Regions from separate parts of the Gossypium hirsutum genome. Here region 1 is linked to region 2. A link is a contact called in public Hi-C data. All regions are on one chromosome and are shown on one strand. The core of a region is the stretch at or near the end of the contact, and the rest is flanking DNA. Distances in the headings are between cores, read along the strand shown. Region 1 holds the start of LOC107952992 (endoribonuclease Dicer homolog 1). Region 2 holds the start of LOC107937032 (NAC domain-containing protein 30).

What was found. Hi-C and Micro-C count contacts between places; a contact is called where the count stands out from the background.
Region 1: a contact with region 2 is called in a Hi-C map of callus, with 4 times the contacts expected there. The contact joins the promoter of LOC107952992 here to the promoter of LOC107937032 in region 2. A contact is called at or near these places in 10 of 34 Hi-C or Micro-C datasets (callus, cotyledon, hypocotyl and 3 more).

What each region holds. Positions count from the first base shown.
Region 1 is chrA07:29,087,263-29,090,922 of Gossypium_hirsutum_v2.1, forward strand. It overlaps LOC107952992 (endoribonuclease Dicer homolog 1), which reads left to right and starts at 1,254. Exons shown (of 21, transcript XM_041117911.1): 1 at 1,254-2,886; 2 at 2,983-3,096. The coding sequence starts at 1,816.
Region 2 is chrA07:28,562,976-28,566,747 of Gossypium_hirsutum_v2.1, forward strand. It overlaps LOC107937032 (NAC domain-containing protein 30), which reads left to right and starts at 1,834. Exons shown (of 6, transcript XM_016869844.2): 1 at 1,834-2,285; 2 at 2,379-2,641; 3 at 3,031-3,171; 4 at 3,266-3,574. The coding sequence starts at 2,132.

The sequences.
Region 1 (3,660 bases), core at 4-2,503, 520 kb after region 2:
AGCTCATGGGACGCTGTTGGCTGCACTCCGATGGAACTATATTGAACTTAACCGGCATTATTTTATTCGGATTTTCACTATTTTGCATGTGAGGGGATTTCCTTTTATAGCTTTTGGAGAAGGGGGTATTTAGTCCACTGGTTTCTACTGAAATATGCAGGTGTGAATGATGCACAGCTGTACTCATCCTTTTAATGAAACTTCTATTATTAGAAAAAAAGGAATTAATAATATAATTATTACATTAAATATTTGTTAAGAAATTAATAATATAATTATTATTCTTCCATCAAAATGATAATGTTAAAGATTAGATATTTTTATTCCATTTTGATTCATGCTTTTATTGATATTTAATAAGTTTCAATTTAAAACAATCTCTTATTTTATTCTTTAAATCACAAACTTTTTTATATAACAAAAACAATTTTATTAAAATCTTGTTTTTGGTATGTAAACTAATTAGTATTAATTTAATATATAATCAATAAATATAAAAAAAATTGATTAATAAATCTAACAGAGGAACATATTCCTATAAATTATAACAAAAAAAAATGGAACTGTTAATAGAAATAGAATGCCCAAATAACCTTAACATTCCTATCCTCAAATGTAAGATATTTTTGTTTCTCCCAAAATCACAAGATTTTCTCATACGGAATGTGTGAGAAATAAATGCAAACATTTAATTGTAATGAGAAGAAGAAAAAGTGGAGCCACCCAAAACAAAATTCACCCAATCACTACACCAAAGGCCAATTGGTTTTCACTGTATCCAACCCACCAAAGGGAAAGTTTCTGGTCTCATAGGATAAAAAAATATTCAGCCTGATCTAAGGGGAATAAACTTTTATAATTATTTTTTCTTTATGAAGAATAAATCAAACGGCTGAGAATGTTCTATCATCTTTGACCTTTGAATAAGCTTTCGTTTTTGCCGGGATTCTACCAGTGGACTCCAACTGTTTGACACGTGTCTGTACTTTTCCATAAGCGTTGCTGTTCTCATGTCCTTGGTAGCAAAAAAGAGAACACTTAACATCTCCCCGCTCCCTACGGTAACGCAACTGAACAGTGAAGAGCGTAGTTCCAATAAAACCCTATCCTACCATCCACTCACAAATCACCACGTAATCCGGAACCCTTGTTGGGTCAAACGTGGCGTTATCGTATTGGTTGAAGCACTGTTTCTCTGTACTTTCGAGTTCGGAAAGTTAAAGAAAAACAGAACCGCCTCAAGTCACAGAAGTTTCTTTGTAAATTGTAAGGAAAAAAACATTGCGTGAAGACCAAAAAGAAAAAGGGGAAAACCCGTAGTTTTGGGTTTTATTATTTTAATTTTGTTTCTCCATCTCTCTTTCGTAGAGAAAACAGAGCTAAAACCCAGAAGAACCAAAGAAAGAGTGGGGGAGGAAAGCAAAAAACTGAGAAAGGCGCACGCTTGAAGGGAGTCAAATAAAAGAGAAACGGAAGATAACAGAATAGGCGTTGATAGACCGTAGAATCTAAGAATCACACACAAAAGTTTTGGTGGGGTTTTATGTTTTTTTCCCCCTTCAATTTTCTGTTTCACTTTTTTAAATGAATCCCCTTCCTTAACTACACTTCTTGCGTGTTTCCTGCGGTCTATCTACTCTTAATCTGTGTCTTCACTCACTCTTTTTTCTTCTCTCTGTTTTTTTCTGTATCTTTATAAAAACTATTGATTTCTTTCTCTTCTTTCTGGGTTTTTTTTATAATTCTTGTTGCTCTTGGTTCTTTTCCCCTTTTTTTTTTTGAAGTGGGAGTATCCGAGTTCTGGGCAATTGATTGATGGAGGAAGAAGGTAGGGTTTCTGGTGGCAATGGGTCATCTTACTGGCTGGATGCTTGTGAGGACATATCATGCGACTTGATTAGCGATTTTGTTGATTTCGATGCTCCTATAGTTCAAGACTCCGTTGACAATACTTCCAATCAAGATTTCTTTGGAGGAATTGATCACATTCTCGATAGCTTCAAGAACGGCGGGGGACTTCCTCCGGTGGGAAGTAACGGTGATAGCTCTGCCGTCAATGGAAATGGAATTTACGACCCCGTTGCTGGAGATGGATGGTCTCCCAATGAGCTCTCTGGGGTCTCCAAGGATTTACCTGACAACTCAGTTCCGCCATCTAATGGAGTTGAAAAGAAGATTGGAAGCAAAGGGCAGGAAAAAAGCTGCGATGATAGTAATTCCAGTTTATTTGATTATTCTAATAAGGATAATGGAGTTCATCGAGACGATAAAAGGTCATCCGAGTCGAGAGATAGGGGTTTAGATAGTGAAGAGAGGTGTAGAAAGAGGGCTCGTGCGAATGGCTGCAAGAGTGATAGGCAGTATTCTAGTAGAGGTCAATATTATCCCCGGGATAGGGAGAGATGTTCTTCTAGGAAAAGGGTTCGAGATTGGGATGAAATTGATCGGAGAGATAGAGAGCATGTTAGGAGAAGAGAACATTATTATGGTGGCAATAGGAGGGATGGGAGAGAGAGAGAACCAAGGGGTTATTGGGAGAGGGATCGGTCAGGGTCCAATGAGATGGTTTTTAGGTTGGGTACTTGGGAAGCAGATCGGCAAAGAGAAGGGAAGGTGGCTTATGACAAAACTCCCGAGTGCAATGGAAAGATGGAGAAGAAAGTTGAGCAGCCGAAGGAAAAACTCTTGGAGGAGCAAGCTCGTCAATATCAATTGGATGTTCTTGAGCAGGCAAAGAGGAAAAACACAATTGCATTTCTTGAAACCGGGGCAGGGAAGACCCTCATTGCTGTTCTCCTCATGAAAAGTATTTCTGATGATTTACAAAAGCACACCAGAAAAATGCTCTCTGTCTTTTTGGTTCCTAAAGTTCCACTAGTTTATCAGGTAGTCAATTTATAGAATTTCAGTGTTCTTTTAAGATTTGATTGGTTCTGTTGTTTCCAGGTTCAGTTTATTATCATTTTTATTTTCCATTTTCAGCAAGCTGAAGTTATTCGCGAGAGAACTGGTTTCCAAGTAGGTCATTATTGTGGGGAGATGGGTCAAGATTTTTGGGATGCTCGTAGGTGGCAGCGCGAGTTTGAATCAAAGCAGGTAGCTTGTCAATTTCCTTTTGTGAAAATTCCTGCTTGACTGTCATTTGAGCTTTTCTAATGTTCCAAGTAAATTCCTTATTGTAATGCTAGTTGGCACTAAAGCACAATGCGGTACGTTACTTCAGTAATTTTAAGATATGACATTATAATGAGCGATACAAAAGTGTTTCTGTATCCGGTCTTTGGTAACACTTTTAGTATACTCAGCTTTACCTAGTTAGTTTACTCGTAAATTACTTAGGATATTTTTTTGAACCAATGTTCTTTTGCTCAATTTTGTTGAAGGAATGGGATGATGTTGATATAGTTTTCAAATTCTAGCAAGATTCTTAAATGTCTACTTGCCAGAACTGGGATTTAGTTGAAATATCAGTGATCCACCCTTTGTCCTGTCCTAAAAGGAAAAGAGGGAAAGCATAACAAAGCTTAAATTTGAAATATGGTTCTCAACCATTAGCAATATCCTTATATGCCTAATCTATAGAGTTGGAACTGAGTGGAGCTATTAATATTGGTAGACCTTTATCACATTCAGCACCCTTTATTTCTTTTTTACTCTTTT
Region 2 (3,772 bases), core at 584-3,083:
CTGGTGATCCAAAAAATTCTTTGAGAAAGAGGATTCAACAAATTCTAGCATTTGAAGAGAATTGGTCCTTGATTTATGTTCCTAGAGAGACTAATCGGGTAACTGCTCCTTTGGAAAAAATGGCATTATCAAGTAATGAATCTTTGAACATATTCGAGAGTCCTCTTCTGGAAATTGAAGTGGTATTGAAGGATGATAATTCCTTTGATAATTTATCTATAATGAACTCCATATAAATTTCTTTGTTTACTTTATCAAAAAAAAGTAATAATAAAAAAGAAATCAAGTGGTTGGGATCAATTTAAGGTTTTGGAGCGTATTTAAAAAAAAAAAAAAATTAGTGCGATGAAGTGGACTTCAATTGATGCAAGACAGAAGAATCTAGATTTGGTTAAAAGGAAATACTACGGAAGGTTCTAGAATCCACAAGCCCAAACATTAACAGCAAACCTACGATTAATTATATTACAATAAAACTGGCATGCCCAATAAACACGCCATCTTTTCCACTGCTTCGGACCAAAAACCAAATTGTCTACAAGTTAATACAGAAAGTGATGATAGGTTTTACGTTACAAACATAAATTCAAGACTTAGGTAACATATATTTATTTCAGTACCCACTTATCTATAGATTGAAAGGAAAAAAAACAACTGACTTAATCATAACCACATCATTTTTTTCGTTAACAGTTATATATATATATATAACAAATGATTATAATATAATTAGAGCGGTAAATGAATGAAGTTTAAATAAATAAATTTTTAGTCATGTTTGTTTATTTATTTTTAAGTTTGTTTATGTTCACTTTGTGTTTGTTAAGAATTTCATTTTTTTTTGTTTATGTTCGCTTATTTAAAATTATGTGTGTTCATATTCGTTTGTTTAATGTTTACGAACATGTTCATTTAACTTAATCGAACATATAATTGAACATGTTCACAAACAATATTAATAAATAATAAACAAACAAACAAACAATAAATACATACACATATATTATTTAGATATAAAATAGTCAAATATAAATATTAACAATTATATTATAAATTAAAAAATACAAACCAAGATAATTTTATTAATATATACTAATAGAATAATAAACGAGTTTTAAGATAAATTTATCAATATATACTAATGGAATTTTTATAAAAAAATATCATTAATAAATAAACGAGTCATAAACGAGTTTATTCGTGAACATAAACTAACCAAACACACCTTTATTTGTTTTTGTTTGTTTATTAAACAGACATACAAATTTTATTCATTCTCGTTTATTTAGTTTAATAAACAAACATTATACAAACTGTTCATAGAACGTTGTGTTTATTTACATCCCTAAATATAACTAAAAAATTGATATAAAATCTAATTAAATTTATTATTATTATTTTTATAAACCTAAGGAGGAGGAGTTGTCAAGAATTTCAACTCAAAAATTGATATAAATTAAAATTTAATTTCAACAAAAATATTTTATTATCACTCCAAAACTTAAGTTGACTAGATGGCATCACTTTTAAGAAAAACAATATAAAAGCATCTGTATTTTTTAAAAAAAAAATCATTAATAAAGAGATCAAGTGATAATGTAAAAATATATAAGAGGTTTGAATTTGATGTGATGCCACTGTGTATGTAAAATTGGGGTGAACATAATATATAATTAACTTTTTAAGATTATGGTAATTTTTAAAAGAAAAAAAATATTTCTATTTTAGAGTAGTAGATTTGCTTTTTTTATAAAAATAGAAAATATACAATTTTAAATGACACAATTAAATTTGTTTTGTATGCATTACTTAAATGAGTTAAATTTTAAGAACGGGAGGTTTCGGGTTATATTTTGTATTGGACAGTTTTCCACTTGGTGACTTAACTAGTCTAAGAACTGCTGAAACGCGTAACTCCCTGGGCCCACTTAGCTTCCCGACTAAGCTGAGCCGAAGACCTTAAGAATTTGGGAGTCAATGCTTTGTATATATTGAACACTTACTTCATCTCCACTTGCAGACAGACAGATATCCTCTTTTTCTGCTTCTTGAAAGCAAAATAGAAATTTTGAGCTTTTACTTTTTTCTGGTTTAGTATAGTAGTCATCATAATAAGGTGGGTGACAAGATCATGGACAACGTCCTGGAAATTGGATTCAGATTCCTCCCACCAGATGAAGAAATCATCAGTTTCTTTCTTAAGAAAAAGATAATGGGTGATCATAAAGCCACCCGCTATATCAGAGAGGTCGACCTCCTCAAGCATGAGCCCTGGCAATTACCTGGTAATCTACTAATTTTATCTCCCATTTCACTCTTCATATGTTTTTATCTTGAAATTTGGGTTGGTGATTTTCTTTTTCCCCTTGAGAGGACAGCCATGTCTGTAGTACAGTCCACCTATCCAGAATGGTTGTTCTTCTATAAACTCAACAAGATTTCCCAGAGAAAAAACGATCGTTCTACCAACGATGGGTATTGGAAATCAACGGGTGCGGATCGTCCCATCACTTGTGGAGATAGTGTGATTGGTACCAAGAAGACTTTGGTTTTCTATAAAGGCCGTACCCCTAATGGGCTCAGAACCGATTGGGTCATGCATGAGTTCCGCGCCACTGCCGGCTCCTTGCCCCCTAATGCGGTAATCTTCGTGCACACATAACACGATCCATCCTCAAATCACCCATCAAAGTTTTTTTCAGCTTTTGCTCTGTTTACATGTGTATGGTGAGTGATACATATGATTGCAAGTTACCAGATTTTATGGCTCAGATTACTTTAAATTCCCTTTGAAGTTAGTGGAGATGAACATCATGTAAATAGTTTTGTCTTGGGAATTAGATGGAGAGTTTAGTTCTGAAGATTGTTGCTTGCTTCCTGTTACTTACTAAATTAGGATCTACGGTTGTTTTTTGTCATATTAATCCACAATTGATTTAGTCCTGCAACTTTTATTTGTTAAATTCGGTAAACAATTGATAGCAGAGCATTTCTAACATTGGGGTCTCTTTTGGCCTTCAACTTCCGTAGGATAACAGTTATGTGGTCGGCTACTTAAGGGACAATGCTGCTGAGAAAAATGAATACTTGATTTCGAATGTTGGTCAGCAATGTCCACGTTTTGCAGCTTCTAGTTCCCCAGATAATGCAGTTGGGGCTACGTCTATGGAGGTGAGAAGGAACATGACTTACAAGCAACCTTTTTACTGAGTAATAAATAACCTTTGTTTCGTGTGTGTTGAACTCACATATATTGATAATGCAGTCCAACAGTATGGATTCTGATATTGCTTTGCTGAAATTTATGGAAGAGGAAGGAATGTTTGATTCTGATCTCTCACCATCCCGTGGCTTGCACAGTTTCCCATCATCCAGTGCCATTTTCAATAATGACCAGAGCAGGATTGAAGAAGAACGTTTCTCCTTGGAGGATTTTGATTACCAACAGTCTGATGACTTGGTTGAAGGTCAATTCGTATACACCATTGATGATGAAATGAAATTCTATGATGCTCTGTTTCATAATCCAGATGAACGTACCAATGCAGAAGCTGAGTACAGGGACAATGCATGGGTAAAGAAACATTATTGTGTAGTTACCGTTGGAGATTTTTCCAACGGTGAGTAAAAACTGAGTCAGCACTATAGGAGAACAACTGCTTGAATAATGTCTGATACTGTCACGCATTATCACAGTTTCAAGTTTCTGATTATGAGGTTCTCCTATAGCATCTTAGGATCTCTAGGGAACTGAAAATCTATAGTTGCGTTC